4 separate regions of the Mus musculus genome follow, and regions 1, 3 and 4 are each linked to region 2. Evidence: chromatin contacts called from public HiChIP or PLAC-seq and Micro-C data. All regions are on one chromosome and are shown on one strand. The core of a region is the stretch at or near the end of the contact, and the rest is flanking DNA. Distances in the headings are between cores, read along the strand shown. Region 1 overlaps Gm39783 (a long non-coding RNA gene). Region 2 overlaps Gm31585 (a long non-coding RNA gene). Region 3 has its middle 13 kb from the start of Gm14488. Region 4 has its middle 13 kb from the start of Gm39783.

What was found. Hi-C and Micro-C count contacts between places; a contact is called where the count stands out from the background. HiChIP or PLAC-seq counts read pairs in DNA pulled down with a chosen protein or histone mark.
Region 1: an H3K27ac HiChIP or PLAC-seq map of embryonic stem cells shows a contact between it and region 2, with 5 times the contacts expected there. The contact joins two enhancer-like sites. A contact is called at or near these places in 1 of 15 datasets of contacts at CTCF or cohesin (large pre-B cells), 13 of 484 Hi-C or Micro-C datasets (bone marrow-derived macrophages, cortical neurons, embryonic fibroblasts and 5 more) and 27 of 115 datasets of contacts at active chromatin or transcription factors (T-cell acute lymphoblastic leukemia, bone marrow-derived macrophages, cardiomyocytes and 15 more).
Region 3: a contact with region 2 is called in a Micro-C map of embryonic stem cells, with 2.3 times the contacts expected there. The contact joins two enhancer-like sites. A contact is called at or near these places in 11 of 484 Hi-C or Micro-C datasets (CD8 T cells, Th1 cells, cerebral cortex and 6 more), 21 of 115 datasets of contacts at active chromatin or transcription factors (bone marrow-derived macrophages, cardiomyocytes, a colorectal cancer cell line and 13 more) and 1 of 9 other capture datasets (embryonic stem cells).
Region 4: an H3K27ac HiChIP or PLAC-seq map of embryonic stem cells shows a contact between it and region 2, with 4 times the contacts expected there. The contact joins two enhancer-like sites. A contact is called at or near these places in 3 of 484 Hi-C or Micro-C datasets (bone marrow-derived macrophages and embryonic stem cells) and 9 of 115 datasets of contacts at active chromatin or transcription factors (bone marrow-derived macrophages, embryonic basal ganglia, embryonic midbrain and 1 more).

What each region holds. Positions count from the first base shown.
Region 1 is chr2:30,777,124-30,780,531 of GRCm38.p6, forward strand. The region is part of intron 3 of Gm39783 (a long non-coding RNA gene); the gene reads left to right. Among named protein-coding and RNA genes, the nearest start is that of Gm39783, 7.3 kb to the left of the region's middle. Within about 2 kb of position 1,323, at least 26 of the 459 cell types and tissues checked have an H3K27ac peak or open chromatin away from gene starts, as enhancers often do. A contact at or near this core is called in embryonic stem cells, where this site is marked.
Region 2 is chr2:30,545,637-30,549,176 of GRCm38.p6, forward strand. It overlaps Gm31585 (a long non-coding RNA gene), which reads left to right. Exons shown (of 3, transcript XR_374225.3): 1 at 1-402; 2 at 1,209-1,280; 3 at 1,842-2,208. Among named protein-coding and RNA genes, the nearest start is that of Gm31585, 2.9 kb to the left of the region's middle. Within about 2 kb of position 2,010, at least 72 of the 459 cell types and tissues checked have an H3K27ac peak or open chromatin away from gene starts, as enhancers often do. A contact at or near this core is called in CD8 T cells, Th1 cells, bone marrow-derived macrophages and 3 more, where this site is marked.
Region 3 is chr2:30,706,903-30,710,236 of GRCm38.p6, forward strand. No RefSeq gene overlaps it. Among named protein-coding and RNA genes, the nearest start is that of Gm14488, 13 kb to the right of the region's middle. Within about 2 kb of position 1,314, at least 297 of the 459 cell types and tissues checked have an H3K27ac peak or open chromatin away from gene starts, as enhancers often do. A contact at or near this core is called in CD8 T cells, Th1 cells, bone marrow-derived macrophages and 3 more, where this site is marked.
Region 4 is chr2:30,756,431-30,760,071 of GRCm38.p6, forward strand. No RefSeq gene overlaps it. Among named protein-coding and RNA genes, the nearest start is that of Gm39783, 13 kb to the right of the region's middle. Within about 2 kb of position 2,056, at least 173 of the 459 cell types and tissues checked have an H3K27ac peak or open chromatin away from gene starts, as enhancers often do. A contact at or near this core is called in embryonic stem cells, where this site is marked.

The DNA of each region.
Region 1 (3,408 bases), core at 73-2,572, 230 kb after region 2:
CCCTCTTTCCTCCCATCTCTCCCCCTCCCATCCCTCCTCCCTTCCATCCCTCCTCCCTCTCCTCCCTCTTCCTTCCCATCCCTCCTCCCTCCCATCCCTCCTCCCTCCCATCCCTCCTTCCTCCCATCCCTCCTCCCTTCCATCCCTCCTCCCTCTCCTTCCTCCTCCCTTCCATATCTCCTCCGTCCTATCTCCCATCCCTCTTCCCTCCTCCGTTCCACCCCTCCTCCCTTCCATCCCTCCCCCTTTGAAGGTTCTCCTGCTGGCTCCACACATACTCACATGCACAGACCCCACCCCTACCTCCTCACCCCCTCCAGGCAGGCCCTCTAAGTACTCTCTACAGATTCTCTTAAGGCCTACAGCAAACCAGATGCAGCATGCCCTTGGAGAGACCATGTCCTCCATCTTCATCAACATCACAGCAGGGTGAAGGTGACAGCTACCTGCCTATGCTGAGCCTGATGCCATGAGCCATGGGAGCGTCTCCCCTGCCCCTGCATCAGGGCCAGCATGATCTCTAGTTTATACATGAGGATCCAGGGCACAGAGAGGTAGGAGCTCTGCCTAAGGACACACAGTAGTTAAGTGTAGACTGGATTCCTCCTAGGCCTTAGGACAGGCTCCCCCCCCCCCAACCCCCAGAAGCAAAACTCATGGAAGAGGTATGAGTCTCAAGTGATACAGCCAACACAGGCCCTTCCCTGAGGGCAGGTAGTAGGCTAGCACCATTGAGAAGATAGAACATCAAGATTGGCTTGTGGGGCATTTTCTTAGTGATTGGTGTCATAGGCCCAGCACACTGTGGGTGGTGCGACCCCTGAGCTGTAAGAAACAGACTGAGCAAGAGATGAGGAACAAGCCAGCAGGCAGCACTCCTCCATGGCCTCTGCGTTGGTTTCTGGCTCGAGTTCCTGCCCTGGCTTCCCTCAGGGATGGAGTGTGATTAATAATAGACCTGTCCCTCCCCAGGTGCCTTTTGGTCATGGTGTTTATCATAGGAATCGAAAGCTAACTAGGGTAACCTCAAAGATCTCTGCCCTGGAGAGAGAAGATGCTGAACACAGTACCCGGTGGAGCCAAGAACAAGGCAGAATAGATATGGAGGCCTCACGGGGGTTGGGTGGGGTACAGTAGGTGAGGCTGGCTAACTTTGATGGTCTGGATGTATGAGATGCCAGGCTAAGGCTATGTGACCCCTGGGAGAGAAGCTAGGGATGAGTGACCTTTGAGCAGGCAGGTCTTGGAACGGACAGGGAGCTGGGGCATGCACTTCAGGAAGAGATGGAGAAGGCTCCAACTGTGCTGTGTTAAGCCTTGAGGCCACACTAAGAACTGCCTTTGTATGGGAGGTGCGGCACCTGCCTGAGTATGCAAAGGAAGTAGGTTCACTTCTAGCATCACAAAAAAGCAAAGAGAAACCGGACTGCTTGACTCTGTCCAGCACAGGGTTGTATTCAAAGTCCCTCTCTAGTGACCAGGAGCTGGAAGACCAAGAGAGAAGGCACAGGCAAAGGGAGAAAGTCGGACCCCAGGCCTCAGGGAGGTTAAAACTCAAGAGAGGGGACTGTCCGAGAGCGTGTGGCAGAGACTACAAAGGCACCAGTTCTGAGCTAAGGGACTCAATGACAGAGATGCCTGCTAAGGAAACTGAGGCCCAGAGTGGAGGATTGGAACCCCTGGATACTTACAGCAAGCCTACATTGACCACCTAGTGCCTAGAGACCTAGAGAAGAACACATGGCTCCATCCTAGTCTATATCAGGGACATTCAGGGACATTCTGCAGGGTCCTGAATGTGGGAAGGAGGAAAGAAAAGCTTGTCCACCACCTCCGCTCAGAGTCTTGTCTGAGACAGGGTCTCCCTAGGTAGCTCGCGCTGGCCTGGAACCCGCTCTGTAAACCAAGCCTGTCTCAATTTCACAGAGATGGGAAGCGCTGAGATAAAAGGCAAGCAGAGACTTGAACTCTCTATGCAGCCAAGGATAACCTTGAACTTCAACTCTCCTGCCTCCAATTCCCTAGTGCTGGAATCGCAGGTGCTTGTTACCACGATGGGTTCATGAGATGCCCGAAAAGCTGCTCAGGGCTTTGTGCACTCGACAAACACTCCACCAATGAGCTACAGCCCAGCCACTGTGTCAAGGCTGGAGGAAGCCCGTTCTAACCTACACCGCTGTAGCAAGTCCAGTGTAGCCCAGGATTAAGGTCAGAGAGGTGGAGTGAATGTCTCAAAGCAACACAGTAGGAGGTGTCTCGTGCTCAGCCAGCGGGAGGAGGGCAGCCCTTTCCCTGACCTCTGCCTGGCCTGAGGCAAGACCCAGGCAAAAGTTGGGGGATGGGGATGTTGGACAGAATGGCTGTTCAGCGGTGTGCACTGGTCCCCTGGAGACACTGGGAGATCTCAGCCCCTCCTCCTATTCTGTGGAGAGGCCCAGGCTGTGCAGGTGGGGGTCACAGAGAGGTCATGGAGGCAAGAGCCAGTGTATGCCTAGCCTGCAGGCTTGTGCACAATCTCTCTCTCTCTCTCTCTCTCTCTCTCTCTCTCTCTCTCTCTCTCTCTCTCTCTCTCTCTCCCTCCTGTCCCTCTTATCTCCTGAGGTCACTCTTCTAAGGTCACTCTTTCCCCTCCCCCACAGCCAGGCATTCTTAGGACCTGAGACCTCCCTCGAGACTGGCACACTCAGTCCATTTTCATTCCCCAAGGTTTGGTCTTGGCCAAACATTTACACACTGCACACCTTCCCCTGCACACCTGCCAATGCACACCTACCACTGCACACCTGCCCCCGCACACCTGCCCCCGCACACCTGCCCCTGCACACCTGCCATTGATCAGCCTCTGGCACCCAGACATCTGCATTCACTCAACAGAAGGGTTCTGGCCGGGCAGAGGTGGCGCACACCTTTAATCCCAGCACTTGGGAGGCAGAGGCAGGTGGATTTCTGAGTTCAAGGCCAGCCTGGTCTACAGAGTGAGTTCCAGGACAGCCAGGACTACACAGAAAAACCCTGTCTTGAAAAAACCAAAAACCAAAATAAAAACAAGCAAACAAAAAAAACGAAGTGTTCTGGGTCCCAGCTCTTGGGCTGGCTCCATGCCTTCCAGGTGCCCTCAAGAGACACACATCCCTGAGGGAAGAGGGATGTTTACCAGTGACATATGGATATGGCTTGTAGGGCACAGGAGCACTCGGGAGGAAGGCACCATGGCACTTTGAGGAACAATCACTCCACTGGGAAAGAAGTCAAGGAAGGCTACCTGGGGGAGGCTACAGCTTTCCAACAGCCAAATACAGAGCACAAGGGAGCATTGCAGACAGAGGGAGCAGTGTGTTGGGAGGCAACGGCTCCCCTGAAAATGTGCTGTAGGCAGTGGGTTTAGAGAAGACTGCACCACAGAGGGCA
Region 2 (3,540 bases), core at 760-3,259:
AGGCTCCCTGCTTACACCTCCTGGCCCTGGGCATCTCAGCCCACCTTAACTTCAACCAGTGAGGTTCAAATTCAGTTGATTTTGCCTGGCTAGTTCTAGTAAGGAAAGCTTTTCTGGCGTGGTTGTTTCGATGCTTGAAATAAATGAGATCCAAGCAATTGTGGGGAACCTCTCTGGCCCAAGCATCCTCTGCCTCTCTTACTGCCTTCAGGCAACCTCTCCCATGAGGCCCTCCTGGGCTCTGGCCCCAGCGCTGTGGGGCACGGACTTTGTCCTCTCGCACCCCCATTTCTCCTCTTGCAGCCCTTTGTGATGGCTACCATAACAAATCACTCCAGATTTAGTGTCATAAAACAACAGCGGAGTTCTACAGGTCAGAGGTCAAATCTGGATGAATTCAAGGTGTGCAGCAACATTGGGTTCCTTCTGCAGATTCTCGTGTGTGTGTGTGTGTGTGTGTGTGTGTGTGTGTGTGTGTGTGTGTGTGTGTTTGCACTGGGTTCCTTCTGCAATCTCTATGTCTCTGTCTCTGCTTCTCTCTCTTGTGTGTATGTGTTTGTGTGTGTATGTGTGTGTGTTAGCACTGGGTTCCTTCTGTAGTCTCTATTTCTGTCTCTGCTTCTCTCTCTCTCTCTCTCTCTCTCACACACACATACACACACGAGAAAGAGAGAGAGAGAGAGAGAGAGAGAGAGAGAGAGGACTGGGTTCCTTTTGCAGGCTCTCTCTTGTGCATGCATGTGTGTGTGTGTGTGTGTGTTAGCACTGTGTTCTTTCTGCAGTCACTCTGTCTGTTTCTCCCTCTCTCTCGTGTGTGTCTGTGTGTGTGTGTTAGCAGTGGGTTCTTTCTGCAGTCTCTGTTTCTGTCTCTTCCACCCCCCCACCTATCTCCCCCCCCCTCTCTCTCTCTCTTTCTCTCGTGTGTGTGTCTGTGTGTGTCTCTGTGTGTGTATGTGTGTGTGTGTTAGCAGTGGGTTCTTTCTGCAGTCTCTTTCTGTTTCTGTCCCCCCCCCTTGTATGTGTGTGTTAGCAGTGGGTTCTTTCTGCAGTCTCTTTCTATTTCTGTTCCCCCCCCCCCGTGTGTGTGTGTGTGTGTGTGTGTGTGTGTGTGTGTGTGTGTGTGTAAGGGTCAGCCTCCTTACCTTTCTCCAAGCAGAGAGCCCACCCCCTGACTACCTTCCTGATCTTTGGCCCTGCTTGCTCTTCAGTTACCTGCTTTCCCATCTCAGAGTCCCTCAGTCACTCGGATGAACTAGAAGAAACCCCCGGCTCAAAGGCTGGTGAGCTGCCTCTGTTCCTCTCTGCTGTGAAACAAGCCATCTGTGTGCCCCAGGGGTTACGCTTGGGACATTGTTCTGCTAACCAGTTCACCTCTCCAGCTCCCCCCACCCACTTAGAAGCCTCTTTCTCTTCCAAGTCTTTCTCCCACGATGCCTGCCTGAGGTGGTGCCTGCACACTTCAGGTCTCCTCTGACCATAGGCCAGCACTCTAAAGTATTCCTGCAGCCTCTTCTACCTACAAGGAAAGCCAAAATGGCGCTGGGCCACACACAAACCCTGATCTGCCCACCCGCTGGTCTCCCCCAGACCCTTCCCTCTCCTACCCTTTCCCTTTGCGTCCTGTTTCCTGTATATTCCACGGTGTTTGTCACCTCCTGGCCTTTGCCCGGTGGTTCCACTCTGGATCTTTCTGTCTGTCCGCCTTCATTCATGTCCCCAGGAAGCTTGACTGACCCTTCCCAAGCACCTGAATGTACTTATTGTTTATTAGTCTGGCAGAGCACAGAGGCCTTGCCTGTCCCCTCTTGTCCCTCACAGTCTTGTGTCTTGTTTGGCCACAGAGCTAGCCATGAGCTGGTCCCAGAGTCATGGTGAACCCTGTGAATTTCTACTGAAGCTCAAGGACTTGGTCTAGGGATGCTGACGAGACCCACGGCCAGGACACACAAGATGCCAGAATGACAGCCGTGACGTGACATCGCTAGCAGCCGCTGACACCGGAAGCTGTTGACACGGGATGCCGCTGGCACCGGAAGCTGCTTGGTAGCATCTCCAAGCTTGCTTTACATAAGCTCTCAGAATGGCTGGGGAATCCAGCTCTCACCTGCTCCCCACTTTATGGATGAGAACCTTGGACTCTTCAAGTTGACCATACCTGCCTTTTGACTAGAGTGGAGGCCAGGGAAGTTTCTCATGCTTCCTGCTTGGAGGGGGCGGGGGCGGGCGGGGGTGGGGGCGGGGGCGGGTGGGGGCAAGCCCCAGCTGTTGTTGAGGTGAGGCATGGTGACTCTTCCTGGAGGAGGCTGAGGCTGGTCAGGACTTGGGTGGGGCTGAGCAGGCTGCTGGGAAGCCGCTTCCTTCCGGACCCTTCCTGTTTCCTTTTCCTCACTGCTCAGCCAAGCGATTGTCTTGCTCAGCCCTCCCCGGGCCTGCCTGGGCAGGATGTGGAGGCAGGAGGTTCTGTTTTCAAAAAGTCAAGTGTGGATTAAACACCTTGAACTGCAGACTCAATGTGGCTCAAAGAGTAACTTTTGTGTTATGTGTATTTTACCAAAATAAAAAGAACTGAAGGGCTGACTAGATGGCTCAGTGGATAAAAGTGCTTGCTGCCAAGCCTGGGACCTGAATTCCGGCCCTGGAACACACATGGTGGAAGGAGAGAAACCATTCCTGCTTGTTGTCCTCTGGCCTCTCCACAGGGACTGTGGTATGACGTGTGCTCTCCTCTCCAGATACATTTTAATGATTGTAATTTTTTTTTTTCTTTTGGGACAGAGTTTCACTGTGTAGCCCTGGCTGTCCTGGAACTCACTCTGTAGACCAGGCTGGCCTAGAACTCAGAGATCCGCCTGCCTCTGCACCCCAAGCACTGGGATTAAAGGTGTTTGCTACAACACCTGGCTATGATTATAAAATTTTAACATCAAATTGTCAAAAGAAAGGGAAGTGGCTCATGTCCCCGAATGTGAGGCTCTGTACCTGTGAAGCAGTCACCGCCCCTTGCCCTTCCCCATGCCTGACATTTCATTCTCTTCTGGAACTGATGACAGGTGTGAAGAGCTGATGGGCTGGCAGTCCCATAAGGGGTGCTCCTGGCTCTAAGGACCCATGGCAGGGGGACTAGGAGTTTGGCTCCTAGATGAGTCCCCCCTCCTCAGTGCTTGCAGCCTTGAGAGTCACAGGTTGTTTCCTGTCCCTGGCTTTCCTCTTCCAGCAACCATGATTTGTGGAGATGTCTTTCCCAGTGGGTGGGAGTCCTCTGCTGGCACAGTCCACTATGCCGCACTTTGACTATCATGACAAACAGACTCTTCTGTTTTCAAGATTTGTTTCTGTTTTACGAGTGTGTGATTGCATGTATGTCTGTGTATCATATGGATGCCTGGTGCCCTCAGAGGCCAGAAGAGGGCATCAGATCCCCTGGAACTGTAGTTCCAGGTCGTTCTGAGCCCCATGTGGGTGCTGAGAAACAAAGCCAGGTCCTCGACATAAGCAGCCAGTGTTCTACCACTGAGCAACCTCTCCAGCCCCTCCCTGCAT
Region 3 (3,334 bases), core at 64-2,563, 160 kb after region 2:
ACCTGCTTCTGCCTCCCTAGTGCTGGGATTAAAGGCGTGTGCTACCACACCCCTTGAGTGGTGGATTTCTTAAGCTGAACTGCTGGCCCCTGGAAAAGCAGGCCCCACAGAATCCCACAGCCCAGTAGTTCCCCCACAACTCAGGCCACAAACTCGAGTCTGCCCAGGGTCTTCCAGTCCCATCAGATACAGGCCAGCCTTGTGCAGGCTTAGTATGGAGACAGGAGCCTTCTCAATTTTAGCCCTGTTGGATAGAAAACGCTCCGGGCATCCTGGGCAGGCCAAATGCAATTGTAACTATCTGAGCTATCCTGCCTTCTTGACTCTAGAATCCAGGCAGAAAGCAGGGAGACAAGCTTAGAGTGGCCTAGAGCAGGAGACATCACTGGCCTGTGCAGAGTCCCTGACTACCCCAATACATGGTCTTTTGAAAGACCAGCCGGAAGTGAGGGCTCCCAGGGCTGTCTTGGCTTTGAGAATGACTCTCAGATGGTTAAGCTTATTTGGGTCGAGAAGTTGAGGGTGGAAAGAAAAAATGGGAACCCCACCGAAGATAGGACTCCAGTGTTCAGTGTCAAGCTCTAGACAAGCCCCTCCTCCCTCCCCTCCAGAGGAAGTGGAAAGGGCAAGCCCCTGGCCTAAGGCCACACAGCAGGAGAGATTTGGACTCAGCTTTCTCTCTAAATTGCTGCCCTTAACCCCTTCCTAGTCGGCTCTCTACCCTAGGCATAGTTGCTCGCAGAAGGATGTTGATGGGAGGGAAAAAAGGAAAAAGCACCGGGCCGGGTCTTCCCACGCCCCCGTCACCCCGTCCCCTCCGCGGTCGAGCTGGGAGGTCCGCAGCCGCCTCTTGCGCAGCTACCCCCACGATGCTGCTGGAACCCGCCCCGAAACAGCTTTCTCACATCAGGACCCCGGGCGTGGGGACGCCTTCCGACCCACGAGGCCCCGGAGGAAGCGCTCGAGGACCTGTGGGCTGCACAGCGCCCCCTCCCCGCCGGGGCCACTGAACAATCGTTGGGGCGGTAGAGATGAACGAGTGTCGCGCGCCCTGTCCCTAGAGTGGGCGCGCGGGATGTGCGCGTGGGTAGCCCGTTCCGCGCCGCGGGCCTTGCTCGCTCCCTCGCTTGCTTTTTCCTTTTTCTCGTTCCTTTTTTTTTTTTTTTTTCCTGGAGCAGAGCCCGGCGCCAGGAGTCTGGAACCGGCCTGACAAGCTTTTGAGTTATGGGGGAGGGGCGGCGCGCACCCCCGCTGCGAGGCGCGCCCCGATCCGGCGCGAGCCCGGGCGGCGGCGCCAGCGGCCCCGAGAGCTGCGCGAACCAGGCCGGCCCCGGGCGCGGCCGCCCCCGCCGAGCCAGGCATTCCTTTCCGCTGAAGCTTTACCCTGCTCGCAGCGCCCCGGGCAAGCCGCCTGCCGAGCGGGGGCGGAGTCGGCCCCCCTCCACCCCCGGGAGGTTCTTAGGTTCCCCGCTGGTCTCCTTCACCCCAGGCTGGTGGTCCCTCCCACCCTAAGCTGGTCCCCCCCACACCCTAGTGTGGTCTTTTGTCCCTGCCTAGTTCCTCCCACCCCCAGCTGGTGCCTTCCCAGAGAATGGATCCCTGTACACTCTTCTATCCTAGCTCGTCCCCTTCACACCCTGTGGTCATCTCCCCACAGGTTGGAACCCCTCCCCCACCTCAATGTGGTTTCTTCTATCCTGGCCTGGTACCCTCCAGTCCCTGGCTGGCCTTTCCCTAGGCATTACTGCTTCCTCCAGCCAGAGAGAGAGAGAGACACAGACAGAGAAAGAGAGAGAGACTGGTGAATCCCTTTTAATGGCCTAGAGAGCCCTTCCTTCTGCTGGCAGTTGGTGCCCAGTGAACATTTCCCAAACTCTCCTTTTTCTCCTTTTTTCTTTTCTCCATTGTCCTTGGGTCTGATGGCACACAGGGCCTACAGAGTAGAGTGACTGGGCCACTAGCTGATCCGACTCAGGTCTCTGTAGCCAAAGCCTAGCTTGGGTGGGCGAGAAGTGCTTAGACTTGTGATTTACCAGAGGGAGAACTAGAGCCTTCCCGCAGCAGCCAGGATGCAGAACCTTTGGACCTCTGTGTTGGTTCTGTGCATAAGAATCTCCTATGTGCTAGCAGGGATCAGGGCTGGTCTCCCCATCAAGCCACCATGTCCCATACTCCTCTTCTCCCTTAGGGTACCCAGCCAGGCCCCGACCACCATCCCCTCCAGCCCAGTAGTAACTGTGCAGTACCTTCTGGCCTGTCACCAAGTCAGACCCATCTCTGTATAGCATGTGGACTTTCCCCTTAGGGGCTCTGGGCTCTGCCCTTGTGCAGGCAGGCTCTCTTAGAGCCTTGAAGGTAGCCTGAGATAGCTTAGTAACAGATCTGGCCTCCCTATATAAAGTTTCTAGAGACCCAGCTGGTCCAGACAGCATAAGGCCTACCCAGAGGTGAGCTTTCAGCATGGGGCCACTTGTTCATTCTTACGGAGAGGCTTACCAGGCCCCACAAGCCCCACTCCCAGTGACCCCTGACTGTAACTTCAAGAATGCAGGGCCTGTTCTGGGGCTGAGCAGCTTGGCCCCTCCCCGGTCTCCTGCCAAGCAAAGTGGAAATCAAGCCAGAACCAGCTGCTTAGTAGAAATTTCCAGTCTTCTTGGCATAGCTGGAAGAAGGGTTTGCTTGGGTGCACCTTGGAGGTGTAGCTGAGCAGGCTTAGTGGGGCTGAGGAGTAGAGGGACCCCCAGATGTTCCAGAAGCTGGCTTCCAACCCCCCAAGCAGCTGGGACATGGGACAAAGGCTGTTATCCTCTGTAACCAGGGGAAGCTCTCTGCTGTTCTGTTGGCCCTTCTCCTGGGAGTCCATCAAAGACAAAGGCAAGAACAACAGTGTAGAAGTCAGGCTGCAAGATCTGCCCAGAAGCACCCAGCACCACACTTTTTCTGGGAGAAAACTGTTTGCCCTAGTGACGGCCCACTTGCTGGGCCACATGGCTTCCCAGGGGCAAGTCTTGTTACTTCCTTGGTCACCAAGAAGAGCAGGGGCTTGAATTGAGGGTTCTTGGGACATGAGCAGAATGTTGCTTTCACAAAATTTCACAGGGCTGTGTGGCTGAGCTGAGTTAACTTCTCAGGGACCCTGTTCTGTCTGCCCATGCCCCTCATTTACCTAAGGGAATTAAAGCATCGCAGTAGGAAGAGACTGACTGAGTCCCAGTACTCTCCTGAACTATGTCAGAGGAGACAGTTAAGCATGGAAAGATAGATTGATGGATGGAAGGATGGATGGATGGGTGGGTGGATGGATGGATGGAAGGAAGGAAGGATAGGATAGATG
Region 4 (3,641 bases), core at 806-3,305, 210 kb after region 2:
CTGGCCAAATTCTAGGCTATGAGCTACCAAACCAGCCTTCCCTGGCCACTCAGAGTCCCCAGGTGACCGCATTGTTCCTGACAGCTCTTGAATGTGCCAAAAATGTGGCTGACTCAACCACACCCCAGAACTCCAAGCCTGACACAAGACAAACGCAGTAACCTGAGGGAACCCAGGCACATGGGACTCCTGACTCACAGTGTCTGGACTCTGCTGCACAGTTAGGGTGGGATCTGACAAGTATGCACAGTGGGGGTTCTGGGCGCAGTCCTGGCAGAGGGCTTGCCATTGAATTCTCAGATTCTGTCCCCAGCCTTGCACAAAACGGGCATGGTGGCATGCACCTTACGCCCGGCAGCCACAAGCCACAAGGTGCAGGGGACATCTCTTGGTTAGGAACGTGTTTGCCTGGGACACATAAGGACCATGGAAAATCCAGGTGGCACGACATCTGTAATTCCAGGGCTGAGAAGGCAGAGAGAGGAGAAGCCCCCAGAGCTCACTGACTTGCCAGCCTTGCCAACTGGGCTCTAGGTTCAATGAATTCCCCAGTCTCAAAAAATAAGTTGGGGGCTAAGAAGATGGCTTGGAGGGTAAAGTGCTTGGGGACAAGCATAAGTCTCTGAACCTGGGTCTCAGAACCCGTATAAGAACCGGCACAGCCGTACATGCGCCTGGAATCCCAGCACAAGCTTTCTGTTAGCCAACCTTAATCCGTTATGCAGAGGTGATTGACAAGAGAGACCACACCCCAAGCAAGATGGAAGGCGATGAAACCCGAGGTTTCCCTCTGACCTCCACACACCCTGTGGCATGTGAGGGCCTGCACTCATACACACAAACACTATGTTCCCTTCCACTATGTAGCAAGTTTAAAGCAGTCTAGGATCCATGAGTTTCTGTCCCAAAATAACCAACAAACTTGACCGCAAAGCTAATGGTAGGGGAGCCAGCTAGAGGGAGAGACCTTTGGGGAATGTCCTAGAAGGGGCAGCCTTACCTTGGATCCCACAAACCTGATTCTTAGCTTGAAGGCCAAGCCTAGGTGTGTCCCTGCCCCCAGACATTCAGTCTCAAGTTCCCATTGCCTAAGGCAGTGGTCCCCTGCGTTGAGACTTGTATTTGTGAAGCAGATGGAGGTTGAGCAGGCGTAAAGTTCAAGGCTGGTCCTGTCCCAACCCCTACTAGTTCAGAGGGCTCTTGTGAGCTGGGACTTGAACCCAGAGTCTTGGTTTTTTTGTTTTGTAGTTAATATTTATTTGCTTTCTGATCTGTGTATCAGGTCTATGGCTGGTATCTGAGAAGATCAGAAGAGACTGTCAGATGCCCTGGAACTGGAATTGCAGATCCTGTGAGCCACTGTGTGGGTGCTGGGAATTGAATGTGGAATCCATGGTCTTGTGTCCATTAATTATGTCTTTACTTCAGCACTACTACACTGAGTCCCTGCCTCGCTGACCCAGAACACAGCACCGTTAGCCAGCCATTGCCAGGAGACAAGAAGAGTCTGAATCTCCCGTGTTCCCCCTCTCCTTGGACTGCACTTAGTGCATACTGGGTAAGCTTGGTTTCCAGGCCCTGGGGGGTTTGGAGAGAGACTGTACTCCTAGTCCAGCAGGGTTCCCCAAGTATACATGCACACATACATGTTTGCTTGGCCACTTGTCGGGGAAGCACAGGGAAAGGACAGGACAGCACACGCCGAGTACTACCAATGCTAGAGATGGGAAGGGTAGAAGTAGGAGGATCAGAAGTTCAAGGTCACCTTCACAATGATCAAGTTGGAGGCCAGCCTGGGCTACATGAGATGCCATCTCAAAAAGTAAAGCATGGTTTGGGCTGTGCAGGAAAAAAATCAGTCCAACCCACCCCCTTCCTGCAAATTCCTGACCAGGTTTGGCTAGGCAGAGATCAGATCCACAGCAGTAGCAGCAGTTTCAGACTCTGGGGGTCAGGGGAATCCCAGACGGTGTTATCTGCAAAGTGGTGTGTGTCTCCTCCAGAAGCCTAAGCAAGCATTGGCCGTTGTCCGGTAGGGGGTGGGAATTGGACCGGAGCCAGAAGCAGGAACCAGACTTTCCGCTGGGCAGGGCTCCGCAGCTGGGCTGTAACTAGAGTCTCCTGGGTTTCTCAGGGGCAGGACCCCCTCAGGTCTGGAATGCAGCCTGGGCCCAGGGAAGGCTAACAAATGGTGAAGGCTTTGAAATCTCAGCTCCGCCCTCTCTCGGGGTTGAACAAACAGCCCCTCCTCCCACCTCTGTTGGAAGCGCCCAACCCTAGGCTGCCACTCAAGTTTCTCCTCGTCCTCAGGCTGGGGTTACAGCTGCCCCATTCTGCGGGCCTCTGTGGTCCCAGGACTGTGGGGAGAGAGAAGCAGAAAGACTCAGGTCCCCTCTCCCTGCCTTCTCGGGGTTCTGACCCGAGCTAGATTCTAACCCTGGCTCACTAGGAAGGGCCAGATTCAGCAGGGAGAAACGGGAGAAGTGGCAGGAGCTCCCTCACCCCCATAAGGAATGTCCAGCGTAGAATTCTATTCTCAAGCGCCAGGAGCTGGACTGGCCAGAGAACGTTTGTTTGCATTTCAGCAAAAACCTCCTTTGTCTAATGTTGTCTAGCAGTTCCCAGGAGTTGAGGTGGAGGGAGGAAGGTGTGGCCCTGAAACTAAGGTGCCACACCCCACACCCACCACACCGTGTAGAAAGCACTGGGGGCTCAGGCTTCATCAGCTTCTTATACGCAGGGTTCCAGCTGAAGAGCTTTTCCCAGAGACCTTGATTCTGAGAGAGGTGCGCACACAAGGCCTGCCCCAGCTCCAAGGTCAGGGAATTGAACCCTAGAGTGTTCTTTAAAAGTGCCCTGCCCACTTTCCAAGGAAGCCCTTTCTTCATTCCTAAACCCACCTTGGAGTCCCGCTCTCAAAGAGCCCTTGCTTGCCTAGATTCAGTCCATAACTCTGTAGTCTCCTGCCCGTGTGCTCCCAAGACCTCACCTCATTCCAACCCTTTCTCTTCATCTCCACCCCATCCTCAGCGACATGGGTGCCAGGACAAGCCTCCAGCTCTCCCTAGCTCTCTTAGTCCTTCCTGGGCTCCCAGCCCACACTTCATGGCTTGCCTCTTTGGCCCCTTCTGAACAACCATGTTCACAAACATGGTGCAGGAGCAGACTACTGGAGGTTCAGGGAGACCGGTGACACTGGAGACCAACCCTGATGTGGATGGAGGCTGGCTTGCTGCCACCAACCCTAGAGGGACAGAGTGTGCCATGGGCAATGGGCTGAGCGAGTTGGGGTAGGGTCTGCAGGTCTTTGCCACCTCTCCAGGCCAAGTCACCAACTAGTCCCATATACCCTCTGCTGCAGACAGAGCGTTCTGGATGGTCCCTAAATTGTTAAATCCTCCAGCCAGGCCACCAGGCCTCAAGGGCCCTGCCCATTGCTAGACAGAGTGGCATTGTGTGTTTGTGTGTTTGTGTGTTTGTGCACACGCGTGAGGATGAATAACAGCCTCTCCTTCATGTGTAGGGTTCCTCTCTTGCCAGTCCTTCTGCCTTCCCAGGAAGAATTTCCCCCAGCTTTCCACAGGCCATTAACTCAGTGCCCTGACTTGAGGAGTTAATGAGTAATTCGGCTGGACAGGGTC